Regions from separate parts of the Sus scrofa genome. Here region 2 is linked to region 1. Evidence: chromatin contacts called from public promoter capture Hi-C data. All regions are on one chromosome and are shown on one strand. Each heading gives the region's core, a stretch centred on a gene start, on an enhancer-like site or on the middle of the called end of the contact. The rest is flanking DNA. Distances are from core to core; before and after follow the strand shown.

The links. Promoter capture Hi-C pulls out the DNA fragments that hold promoters and counts their contacts.
Region 2: a contact with region 1 is called in a promoter capture Hi-C map of liver, with 8 times the contacts expected there. The contact joins the promoter of UBQLN2 here to the promoter of RRAGB in region 1. A contact is called at or near these places in 1 of 5 promoter capture datasets (liver) and 1 of 47 Hi-C or Micro-C datasets (heart right ventricle).

Annotation. Positions count from the first base shown.
Region 1 is chrX:48,282,106-48,289,004 of Sscrofa11.1, reverse strand. RRAGB (ras-related GTP-binding protein B) reads right to left here and starts at 2,421. Exons shown (of 11, transcript XM_021079809.1): 1 at 2,374-2,421; 2 at 910-943. The coding sequence starts at 921.
Region 2 is chrX:48,944,380-48,951,278 of Sscrofa11.1, reverse strand. UBQLN2 (ubiquilin-2) reads right to left here and starts at 3,217. Exons shown (of 1, transcript XM_021079831.1): 1 at 1-3,217. The coding sequence starts at 2,890. The coding sequence ends at 1,016.

The sequences.
Region 1 (6,899 bases), core at 1,172-3,671:
GTCTGTTTCTAGTTTCTATATAGAGTCAGTTGTATTATTTTTTAGATTCCACATGTAAGTGACATCATATAGTATTTTTCTTTCTCTTATTTCACAAAGCATAATATTCTCCAGGGCTATCTATATTGCTGCAAGTGGCAATATTTTATTCTTTTTAATGGGATTTTATTTTTTAATTTAAAAAATATTACTTTAATAGCTTATGAAAAACTTATCAAGGCTGACTGTATTAAGTACTAATCTAAGTGCTCTACCTACATTTGCTCATTTAAACTTCATAACAATCCTATGAGGTAGGTAACATTACCATTTTACAAAGGAAGAAACTGAAAGCCCAAAATGTTCAGGAATTTGCTCTAGAGCTGTGCTCCTATCGATTCTTCCTAAACTCCAAGGTGGAGCACAGTACCATAAGAGTGCATGAGACGGAGTGTTCAATTCCATTTGAGGAATTCATATAAAACCTTATTGTGGTAACATGTGAGTAGGGGTTATCATAAATGTGCAGGCAGAAGTCTGTGTAGTGTGTGTATATGGCTTGCACAAAATGTAAATTAATTTGTAAACTTGGAGAAAAACAGATTCTGCATGGCTATGATAAGATGCATAGGTGTGGCAGATGGTTCAGCCAGGAATAGATTTTTAAAGTGCATTCCATGAGATGAAGCCACTTGGATTGTATTCTATGGGCTTCAGGAAGTTATAAAAAGTTAAGGATGTAAATGACCCAGATTTATATATTAGAAAAATTAAACCTGATAGCAAAGAAAGGAACAAGACTCAGGGAGAACATGTAGAAGGTTCCTCCAATAGTCAGGAAAGATGGCAAATATGCATCACAAATATATTTGCTAAACAGTAATTTCTTACCTTTACCTTTATGTTTCTGATGTACCTAACGCATCTTACCTTTTTCTTCATGGCTGTGTTTGGTAGCACCCATCTGTAGATATAAACCAAAAGACAGAGTCCATAATCCAGTTGCCTTAGAAATAGGAATTAAAGAGATACTAAAAAATGTGGAGGTGCAAAGGAGACATTTATAGCACAACAGCTGAGTATAGCTATGTGGGGAACCTCAGTTAGGTAGAGGCCCTGATTTTCCTAAATTATAAAACTGGGTTTATGCTTTGTCTCCCCTAATTACATGCTCAGGAGATAGCTACTAGGAATATGGATTTAGAAATATAAATGTCACTAAAATTCAAGATTAATTTTTTCATCATCTTAAGAAATTTATCAAAGAATAATTACAAATGCTGTAATAAATCAAACAATATTGTCATATTTGAATACCTTTTTAAAAAGTCAGTATATTTTAAAAAAAATCTTTAGTCTTTCATCTGTTCTTCCAAGCAATATTTCACTCATCAAGGGCACAAAGCATATAAAATACAAATCTCAAATTTGTACAAATTGGCACAAAAAGCACTCCCAAGGAACTGATCTCTGCCCATGAAATGCCAACCCTATTCCTAGTCTAATCCTCAACATGATGATGTCAAATCTTCTTTATTGATAATTCAAAGCAATTCTGAACTTCCCCTCCCCAGAGTGATATTCAGGCATGTCCCAAGTGTTGTTTCTGACCAGTTAGCAATCAGTCCTCTTGCCAGTTTATCCAACCACCAAAAGCAACCTTACTGGTAAATCGAAGCGTCAAAACAATTTATCACGGGTGAAACATTCTAATTCACTGTATTTTCTTTAGTTAGAACGCTCCCTCCCCCCTCCAGGTTTGACATAATACCCTTCACCCACCCAAGCGATCCTTCCGGTTCCCCTATGGGAGGATCCATTCTCGACCCCACATTCTCTTTCTCCATCTTTTTCTCAGAGTCAGATTCTTCCATCGTGCAACAAGTCCTTTCCAGTCCCTTCTAAATCCGCAGTACTCTCCTTTTTTCCCCTTGTTCACCCCCTCGGCCGCCTATTAGCGTCGCCGGCGGCCCTTAGGCCTCCTATACTCTTGCCTCCGCCTTGTCCACTGGGGGGCTGCTATCCCCACCGTTACCTTTAGCGCCCCGAACTTGGCCTCAAGCCACCTCAGAGCTGGCCGGCTCAAAGGCTGTGATTCAGTGGTGCAAAGGAAGAGATGGAGGATGAGAGGGAAGGAGGGACGGGGGAAGGGGGTTCGTCTCCAGTTTGGGCCTCAGGCCTCAAGGTCTCGAAACCCAAAGGGGACTTCACCCGCAAAGAGGTGGGGACGAGAAAGGCGGAGGTGGCAGAAAGAGCAGACCCGTGCTGAAAGCACTAAGCGATGAATGTTTCAGCCAGCTTGTGGTTCCTGAGCCTGGCCGCTCGGCAGAGTCCGCCGGCGACTGCGGCGGATACGACCTAACCGCCCGCCCTTCAGGAGTGCAGGTACCTCACCACAGCCACCCCACTGCAGGCCAGGATCACGTGGGCACCTGCCGTAAACCCGGAGCCTGTCACGTGACTTGCCGCTTCCCTAGGGGCGGGTAGACTGGGAAGAGTACCATAGAGACTGCGGGGAGAAAGACAGAGTGCCTCCTGTCTCACGTGGCCCTGGCTCTTGCTAAGCCAGTGGCACCGCAGGGCGCTGCCAACCTGAAGGGGCTGTAGTTGTGGTCCACTTGGCCCCGCTGCCCTCCCACGCGGAGAATTAAAGGAGCTGGTTGCAATTTCAGTGCTTCAAATCTAGCTTTCCCCCCCCCAACTATTTCACCCTTAACGATTTTCAGTGGGGAAGGCACAACATTGCCTTTTCTCCCTGTTTTTTGTCTTTGTTTTCCTGTTTTTATTATTAGTCCTCTTCCTGTAGCTGAACTTGTAATTAAATGAGTTAATACATCCGAAGTGATTATAACTGTGTCTTCCACATAGTGCACAATAAAAATTATTGCTGGGACCAGGGATTCATCAGGAATTTTAGGACTTACACTTTCCACTTGTTTAAAACTTAAAGGAAAACAAATTACACAGCATGGTAAGAAGTCAATAGACAAAGCCTAGAGGTGATGACTGAAGGACCACTGGTAGGCAAATTAATACCCTATTTAGATGTAGAGACTATAAGAAAAAAACAGCCAGAGTAGTTCAAAGGGGTTGCTTCTGGAGAGAAGCAGGGGATCTAGGAAGTGAGCCGACTATTGCTTTTCATCGTAATCCCTTTTGAACTATATATGTAATATTTTATATATAGTATATATACAGTATATTGTGTATATATACACTATATACAGTGTGTGTATATGTATGTGTACACATATATATATATGGTATATTTTCCTTGTAAAGAAAGAAGGACTGGAGGGAGGAGGGCGAGAAGGAAGGACAGATGGAAGTAAAGAAGAAAAGACAGGGAAGAAAAGAAGGAAGGGAGGGAAACTGAGCAGAAACAAGGTGTGCTCTTGACCTCAGACTTTCCTATTTGCCATGTTATATGATCCTTTCTTACCACAAAGGACATGCTTCAAGAAAAATTCATTCTATTCTGACCCTATCACTTGCTAAATCTCCTCCCTCCTCTCTACTACCTCCTGTCAAACCAGCTCTTGTTTTAGGTTCCCTGTGTGGTGAAAGACCCTGAGTCTCGAACCAGGAAGTCATTTTACTATTTTTTTCTTCCAGTTTTATTCAGATGTAATTGACACACAGCCCTGGGTAAGTTTAAGGTGTACAGCCTAATGATTTGACTTACATAAATCATGAAATAATTATCACAAGTTTTGTGAACATCTTTCTATCATCTCATATAGGTACCAAATTAAGGAAATAGAAGACAATTTTTTTGTCATGAGAATTCTTAAAATTAACTCTCTTAATTTACATGTAAACATACAGCAGTGGTAATTATAATTTTAATCATAATTATTTGATTATATTTCTTATGTTGTACATTACATCCCTAGTACTTTTAACTGAAAGTTTGTATCTTTTGACTGCCTTCACCCCCTGCCTCTGGTAATTTGATCTTTTTAATGAATTTGGTTGTTTTTAATTATAATTGACCTTTTGAATGAATTTGTTGTTTTTAATTATAATTGACCTCCAACACTACGTTAGTTCCTATTATAAAACTATTTCTATGCATTTCAAAATGATCTCATGGTAAGTCCAATTATGATACATCACATATATATCATATACATATGATATTATTACATAGTTACTTACTATCTTCCACACACTGTACATGTAATACCCATGACACAATTATTTGCAACTGGAAGTTTGTACTGCTTAATCTCCCTCACCTATTCTTCTTGGTGAATGTTTCAAAGGAATGGCTTTCAGGAAGACATTTTTGAGTTGTAGGAGATACATATTCACGACTGTAAGCTTTTTTTGTGTAAATGCTCTGAGAAAAGTAGATCAAGGGCCTATCATGAGGCCAGAACAAACAGTAAATTCTCCTTGCGATGTTGAAATTTCTCAGGTAGGCTTTTTAACAGGGGTCAGGTGTGGGATCAATGGGGAACTGGGGTCATCCTAGGGGCCTAGCAAGTCTCTTGGTGCAGGGGTTTGGACAGAGTTATGTGCTGAACATTCTTCAGTTCTCATTAGTCCATTTCTACAATCTCTGTGCACTTCCTTATTCTTATTTCTGCTATTTTTATTCCACCTGTTATAATATCTGGCCTGGAAAACTGCAATAGCCTCTTAAGTGATTTTCCTAGAATGATAGCTTCAAAGGAGTTTGGAGTGAGTAGAATAAATCTTCAGTCATCTCACCCCTCAAAAGCATTCAGAGTAAATAATATGTGCTTGTTATGTAACTGATGCTTTCAAAATATTCTCCATCCCCCTCCACCAGACTTCACCAGACAATTTGTTCCCTTAAACCAGTCTTTTATATAAATTCACTTTCTGTTGCTAGTCTCCATTTCCTTCTCCTCCAGCCTTTACACTTCTTTACCATTATCACTATCTCCCCAAAGTTCTGTGAGGAACAGATTAAAAAAAAAAGGAAGGAGAAGGAATGAAGAAGAAAAGGGGGAGAAGTGGGGAGATGCCCAGAGAGAGAGAGAGGAGAAAGAAGAGGAAAAGAAGTAGTGGAAAAAAGGGATTTGAAAAAGATTGTGGAACTAAACCAAATTAAGAGTTGATCCCAGAGAATAATAAATAAAACTGTTGGTACAATGTATTCCTATACATTCTGGAGATAAAGATTCTGGTTTCACTCAGGTATTATTGACTGTTTTTTTTTTTTTTGTCTTTTTGTCTTTTCTAGGACCATACTCACAGCACGTGGAGGTTCCCAGGCTGGGGTCTAATCGGAGCTGCAGCCACCGGCCTACACCAGAGCCACAGCAACGCCAGATCCGAGCCACATTTGTGACCTACACCACAGCTTATGGCAACACCAGATCCTTAACCCACTGAACAAGGCCAGGGATCGAACCCACAGCCTCATGGTTCCTAGTCAGATTCCTAACCACTGAGCCACGATGAGAACTCCTGACGGCTTATTTTTACATTTTCACTAAAGGGTCATAGATAGATAGAGAAGATGATGGTTACTTTTTATTTTTGTCAAGTTAATTTTTGAACTTTTTAAGTTCTTTGATGAAAGTGTTCATTAAACTCTGCAGAGTTATTCATACATTCATTCGACAAATATTTATTAATCAGCTATTCAGTGCCAGGGATTGTATTAGACATTAGAGGATATAAACATTCCTTTATTTCAGGCCCCACTGCCTGTTAGATGCTTCTGATTCTAACACCTCAGCTTCATACACTCATACATACTTGTACACCCACATACAAACATATCAGCATTCCATCTGTCCATATACCATCCTATATTTTTTCAATTATAAATTTCAGCAATAAAAAGTAATATAGACCACCTAAGATAAAATAAAATGTTTCCTTTTATTTCCTAAATTAATTCTAATCAGCTTTTCTTCAACCATACCCATGGGTCCCCAATTCCCAAAGTACCTCTCATAATTTCCCTGCCCTTCTTCTTTTCAACACTCCCTTATCTTCTGTTCCCATAGCTCACTGTTACTTCCCAGAGTCCCATGAGCTTATTCCTATAACTTGCTGGCAGCACTTTCCTCTCCATTCCCACTCCTTTTCTTGAACTACTAGGAAATGATCTTGCAGTTAACTAGACTTAAGTATTTGATGAATGAGAATCATCATGGTGGGACTTCTGTTTTCCTGCCCAGCATGTAAGGAGTTTAGGAGTTACCACAACATACTAGCAATAGGTAAAAGCCTAAGAAAACTTAAAAACCAACAAGTCTTCTTAGATTCATCAGAGACATGAAGTCACAGGGCAAATTGCTTCTATTAAAACTGGAGAGACATATGGATAGATATGCAGAATGATAACTCTCCAGAGCAGAAACCTACTCAGAAACTTCTATTGGAACCATTACCAGAGTAGGAAAAGCTGAACAGTAATTGATAATTTGCTGGAGGCTTAGTGTGTATAAGTCTGAAGAGTTAAAAACTCCAGAGAAGCCCAGTCATAGTGGGGAGATCTACACATTTGTGAATTTTATCTCCAAGGACTCTACCAGGTCCTCACAGTGAATATCAGAGGAAAATCCCTTCCTGCTACTGGCAGTGGGAGAGGAAAACTAACAATTTTGAAAAAAAAACAGAACATTCTGTTCTTAACAAGCCTGTCCTCAGGGGAAACTATTTTACTAGAACCTAACATACTAGGGTTTTATCAGTGTCTAGCCTACCTGAGGGAAATGTTGGAACTATTCAACTGTAAATTTCCAATAACTATGATTAATATACTAAGAGCTCTAATGGAGAAAAATAGATCACATACAAGTAAATAACATATAAGTGAACTAATCAAAGAGATGGAAATTTTAAGAATTAATCAAAAAGGAATCCTCCAGATCAAAAAGCACTATAGAAGAATGCCTTAGTTGGACTCATTAGTAGAATAGATATGGCTG
Region 2 (6,899 bases), core at 1,968-4,467, 660 kb before region 1:
AGTAATGCAAACGTCACATGACACTTTCAGTGAAAGTTACATTTCCAATTACAAATCAAAATGCGTATTAGGGTCTCTTAAAAGAAGCTGAGAAGGAATTCTCAGGTAAAAAAGCACTTTCCTGGCATTACTATACTGATCCTTCAGGCTGCACTAAGATTAAGATCATATACAATCAATTTGCAAATGTTGACACAATGCCACACTGTAAGTTTTCTGTACAATTAAATGTATACTTAAGAGATACCAGGATAAACATTTCTACTATATTTTAACTGAACTTGCCTAGCCAACATTTTCACTGAGAAGTTTATCAAAGATGCTGTAAGATTCTACAAAATTGTGAAATACATCAAGCTCCAGAAATATTTCTTATAGTCTCTCTCATTTTGGTTATATATATTCTGCTCAGAGATTCTGTTGTAACATTTCTAGGTATACAGTTCCAATTGTGCTTACTGTACTGCATATAAATATAGCAAAAAAGATCAAAGAATGGTATAAATCTTACAGCATTTTGCTAGCAAAAATACATGCCAAAGTCACAATAAGCAATATTGTACCACAAATTAGAGTTTCAAATAATTTGTTTCTGCTTTTAATATTTTCAGTCTACATTAAATTACTATCATAGTCTAATGTTTAAAATGCAAATAAATTGGACATCTGTAGGACAAAACTTGTTCACCCAACCGTAAAGGTTGATACCAGTTCTCAAAAATCACAATAAATGCAGAATAAAGAAGTGTTTGCATGCAACACCTTTGAGTGAAACAGCATTGATTCCCACCATTCAAAACAGAGAAGGAAGGCAAGAAGGGAGGGAAGAGAGAAGGAGGAAGGGAGGAAGGAAACAAAGAGGGAGGAAAAGACTCCACCTTAAAATGCATATTAGATTTATAACTAGACAGATTTAAAGGAATCAAAATGAAAGTAAAGCACAATTCTGTGTGTTTAAAGATTTAAGAGCCATTATCAAAAATAAGATACATTTTTTCAAGGTACAGAAGTATAATTACGATGGCTGGGAGCCCAGCAGCCTTTCAATGGCTGCGTTGATGTCGCCTCCTGTTGCTATTAGAGCCTGCAAGTTTGCTTCCCGGTTTAAGAACCCCATTGCGTTGAGCTGTTCCAGTTGTTGCTGAAATCTGACTTCTGGATTCGGCAGCTGCGGAGGATTTGCTCCAGCGAGAGCCTGCACCATTTGCTGAATGAACTGCTGGTTGGGTCCAGATTCCGATGTTGGGCTCGTCGTGTCACTGGGTGCAGAGCTAGACACGGTGGGCCCAGGGGGGGTTCCAGAGCCAGTGGAACCAGGGGGACCTGCAGGGCCAGTGGGTCCTATGGGCCCAATGGGGCCTATGGGGGTAAATGGGACTATGGGGCCAATGGGGCCTATGGGTGTGACTGGGCCTACAGGGCCTATAGCTGTTCCCAGCACCCCTACCCCCACCCCTGGAGTGAAGCTTGGAATTAGGCCAGGAGCTTCAGTAGCTAATGTCTGTAGCCCCTGCTGGATCTGCATTAAAGCCTGCATTGCTCTTGGGTTTGACATGGCTGACAGTGTGTCTGGATTCTGCATCTGCTGCAGGAAAGCAGGGAGCTGTGGACGCATCTGCTCCTGCAGCTGAGGATTTGCAGTAAACACAGGGCTATTCAGCATCATCTGTGCAGCCAAATCTGGATTCTGGCTAAGCGACTGCATCATGCTTCTCATATAGGGCGCAGACAGCATATTCTGGATCAGCTGGGGGTTTTCGGTTATCTGTTGCAGCAAGCTCTGCATTCCTGGGGTGCTAAAGATGCTAGCGACATAATTGGCTGCAGCAACTGTGTTCCCCGTAGCACTGCTGGAGCTACTGCCAGATCCACTGCCACTGCTAGTTGTTGTGCTAGTGGTCGCAGAACTCTGGGTAGCCGGTGGCGGTGCCCATGGATTGGGTAGTGGATCTCGATTTTCTGTGCGAGAAGGCTGCGTACCTTCCCCAGAAGAGGAACTGTTCCCCACCGAGGCAAACGGATTACCCCCAAACTGCTCCTGTGCGGCATTCAGCATGGGTTCTTGAATGTCAGTATACATGCGCCGTAAAGCATTGTAGCCACCTGGGATGCTTTCGAGATTGCTGAGAGCCAGGTCTTGATTTCTCATCATCTCTTGCATCATAGCTGGATTCCTGGCGATTTCGAGGGTCTGCCTCATTATATCTGGGTTGTTAAGCAGGTGACTTATTTCTGGGTTTCTTTGAATTAATTGTTGCATCTGTGGATTGGCCATAATGAGCTGCCTCATCAGATCAGGATTTGAAAGCATGCTCTGAACAAAGGGATTTTCCATGATTTGGATCATCATCTCAGGGCTGGACAGGAGCTGCTGCTGCATCTGGTTCTGGAGCTCAGAGAAGTTGGTCGAGCTTAAGCCCAAGCTGCTAAGGCCTGCAAGTCCTCCCAGGCTCCCCAAACCAAACGGGTTGCTATTTGTGGAAATAGGTGTGGAGTTACTCCTGGGAGTCGACGCGGTGGTAGTATTAGTTCCCGCGGCACTATTGGGCTGTGTGGACTGACCCTGAGGTCGGTTCTGGCTTTTGATGACAAGGTGAACAGTCAGTCCATCATGGATGCCATGCTGGATCAAGGTATCTTGATCTTTTAAGATTTTTCCGGCAAAAATCAGCACTAGCTGATCGGTTTGGGATTTGAAGCGTTTCGAAATCGCTTCTTTAAACTGTTGGACTGAGCTGTTCTCGGGCACTGCGAACTCCTCTTTCTCTTTGGGGGTCTTCACAGTGACTTTGATGATTTTAGGCTCCGCCGGGGCAGAGGCCGGGCCTTGCGCCGCAGCAGAGCCGCGGGAGGGGCGCGGGGGGCCGCTGCTCTCGCCGTTCTCAGCCATGGCGGCCGCGGTGACGCAGGCAGACAGGGAAGGCGCGGGCGGGCGAGAAAGAGAGCGAGGGAAGAAGGAAGGAAGGAGGCACCGCCGCAGCAGGCTGAGCCGGGCCGGGCGGGAGAGCGGAGCACGGTACCTCTGTGTTGAAGACTGCGGTTCCCTGGTCCTCAGATGGAGAGAGGGCTCCGTGTAGGCCACGGACCGAGGTTTCGGCGTTCAGGTCTCTGGGCCTCCGCCGCCACTGCCGCTGCCGCTGCCTCCGCCGCCGCCGCCGTGTGATCCCACCCCCACCCCGCGCTCTCCCAGCAGCTCCCGCAGCCGCTCCGCCCGCTCCTCCCCGCCCCTTCCCCTCCCCCCAGTTCGGCTCTCGCCTCCCTGCCCCCGTCTGCTGACGCGGCGCCAGGCGCAGAATGATAGATTCGACTCGGTCAAAATTAAAAACTTCTGTTCTGGAAAAAAAAAAAAATGAGGGAGAGAAAGAGAGTGAGAAACAAAGAGAGAGGAAAACAGGAGAAAGAAACAAAGAGACTAGAGAAGACAAGAGAAAAAAATACGGAAGGGGGACGGGAGCCAGTTTCTATAAAGGGAAATAAAGACTAATGGAGAAAATATACATGTATTTCGTAAGATATACATATATATCTATACATAGATATATAGATGTTCCGTTAGAGTGAAGTGAAAGAATGAAAGCCTGAATCGAACCCAACCCAAGTAAAAGATTAAAAATAAAGAACTCTGACAAAGCAAAAAGGAAAAGATTAACACCCACCCCAACCCACCTCTCACCCTAGGGTGAAGAGAAGAGGGCTGGGCAGGATCCTGCATTTTACAAAAGAAGTACAAATGGCAAATGGGCATATAAAAAGATGATTAAGCTCACTAGTAATGAAAGACATTCAAATTAAAACAAGGAAATTCTTCTTTTACTGGCAAAGATGAAAAATAATAATAAATCTTTGAGAGAGCTGAGAAAATGCACGCTTATGCCAATTGAAATGTAAATTGTTATAATCATAAGATGATTTTAACATATATATATCAACATTTTATATAGTTCCACCTCTGTTTGGAAATGTCTAATTTAGAGACCTCACCTATGAAAATAACAAAATAGGAATGCAGAAATGCATATGTATAAAATCTACACTCATTGCAGCATTTAAAATAAATATTTAAAAAGGATAATCAGTGTCTCTTTACACAGGATTGGTCAGATATATTATGATATTACCATAAAATAAAATAATATCCACTATGTTTAAAAATGGGTGGTTAATTTGTATGACATGAAGTATCTTTAAAGGAAGATATGAAATAAACAGTAGTTACAAGGAAATTACAGAGTATTTTCGCTTTGTATATTTCCATGCAGTTAGAAATTATACAAGCATGTATGGTTCAGTACCAAAAAACACAGTAAGTATATTTTTACTTTAGAACAGTTTGCATGTGTAAACTGTCTTTGAAGACTGTATGTATAAAAGTAATCAAGAACACTGTAGGCCAATATGAAAATGGTGGTTATTGGTGCTCAAATTATGAATAAACTATCTTTTTAAAATAAAATTTAACTTTTTCTGATGGCCTCCGTAAGTATACCTTGCATTTACAGTTTTAAAAGATGAGAAATTATTTTACTAAAAAATTGTAGATGGCAATTGGCAGGCACACAATAGTAGTGGCAGCTGTTAACATATTTATCTAATTTAATTACAGATTAAGTAAGAGAAATACAAAGATCTGTCACTTGACAGATAGAACATATAATTTCAAGTTTATGTATAAATTTCTGACTCTGATTTATGTTATGCAAAAAAATACTTTTCCGCCTACTATCCAGCCAGCATTTAACAGCATTAGGTCACAAATAGCTTAGTAAATCTCAAGATAAGAAAAGCATAGGTATGTGATGTCTATTAATAGAGAAATGGATTAACATAGTAAGGATTAAAGTGGTTATAGAATACAAAGGAATGAGCTACATCTAAATATATTTATACATATAGATCTCAAAAAATTAGCACAACACTCTGGCATTTATAGATGTATTCATATGTACATGAAGCTATTGAAAATATACCAGAATGGTTCATACCAAACTTGCACCCATGAAAAAGAGGAAATGAAATAGAACATTGAACAATAATTAAAAGGAAATTTAATTAAACCTGTAAAAATGTATTTTGTCTTATAAGTAAAAGCAAGTATGGCAAAAGAGCAATAGTTAATTTTAAGTGGTAGGGATATGAGTGTTTGTTAAAACACTTTTTTTTTTTAGATTCTTAATTTTCTCCAAAAAAGATTAAGAAAATATGAAAAATCATCATCTTTTTTCATCAATAGAACAAAACTATATATTAATAACGAAAGTGTGAATGAAAAATTCAACCACTTGAAAATTAAAACAAACACTTTTGGGACAAAGTACAAATCAGAGTTCTTAAGAGTGAATTTAGAAAAATGATGAGAATATATACATTAATAATTATGATGAGGATCTCATGAAAAATACAGATTTCTTTTTTTCTCTCTTCTTTTTGTCTTTTTAGGGCCACACCCATGGTATATGGAAGGTCCCAGGCTAGGGGTGGAATCAGAGCTACAGCTACCAGCCTATGCCACAGCCACAGCAACACAGGTTCCTAGATGCATCCACGACCTACATCACAGCTCACCACAATGCTGGATCCTTAACCCACTGAGCGACGCCAGGGATAGAACGCTTATCGATACTAGTTGGGTTGGTTTCAGCTGAGCCATGACAGAACTCCTAAGAACACAGATTTCTAGGCCCCACTCCAAACCTACCAAAATAGTGGTGGTCAGGAATCTGCATTCTCATCAAGCTTCAGTTTAGTGATATTTGATTTACTGGGTACTATGAATGAACTCAAAGTCAGATTTATCCACTCAAAAATCTTAAATACCAAACAATTGAGAGAAAATGAATTAATTAGGCATTCATATAAAGAGGACAACAGAAAAGAAGAAAGCAGGATGTTGGCCACAAGATGATAATAGCAAACATTAATGAATTAGACTCAACAAATAAAATTTAAGTAAATCTAAGTTCTTTGAAGAAGCAAGTAAAAAAAAAAAACCGTTTTAGTCAGACTCTTACAAGTCTCTTACCAAAGACACAGCACAAGTGCAAATGCACATTCACCCTCTTCCTAAATTCTCCTAAAAGCACATTATTTTTTTTTCTTCCGTAAACTCTTTATTAGAGAGCAGAAATAAGAATAAATAGCAATCTTCCTGAGTTCCTCTATAAAAGGGTAGTTTCTGAGGAACAGAAAGACTTTAAAAAAAGAATGTCTCTACATTGCAGGTAAAGGTAGACCACAATTTGAGTTTAGTAGGTAGAGATTTAGTGCTATTTTGGCCATTGTTTTCTCCCCCTCCAAGATTTATTGAGATATAATTGACATAGCACTGTGTAAATTTAAGATGTACAATTCATTGATTTGATATACTTATATATTGAAAAATGACTATTACTGCAGCATTAGCTAAAACCTTCATCAGGTCACTTAATTCCTTTTTGTGGTGAGAACATTTAAGACCTACTTTCTTTGCAACTTCCAAGTATATAATACAGCATTATTAACTATAATCACCTTGCTGTACATTAGATCCCCAGAACTTATTCATCTTGGAACTGGAAATTCATACCCTTTGGCCAACATCTTCCCATTTCCCTTCACCATCACTACCCCCAGGCCCCTAGTAACCAATATCCTACTCTATTTCAATAAGTTTGACCAAAAGCACATTTTTTGTGTCCTCTTCCTTTATATTTTAATCATGCATTTTTTTGCATTTTATTCCAAAATATACCAATTTTAATGTTTTAAATTACAACTAAAAATTATAATTCTAGAAGTTAAATGAACATGTATCTGTTAGTGAGCACTACATTAATTAGCTGAAACTTAAGGAAGGAGCAACAAGATACACAAAAACTAGAAGCACATAAATAGACTCAATCTCAGATAAAGGGTATACTTTT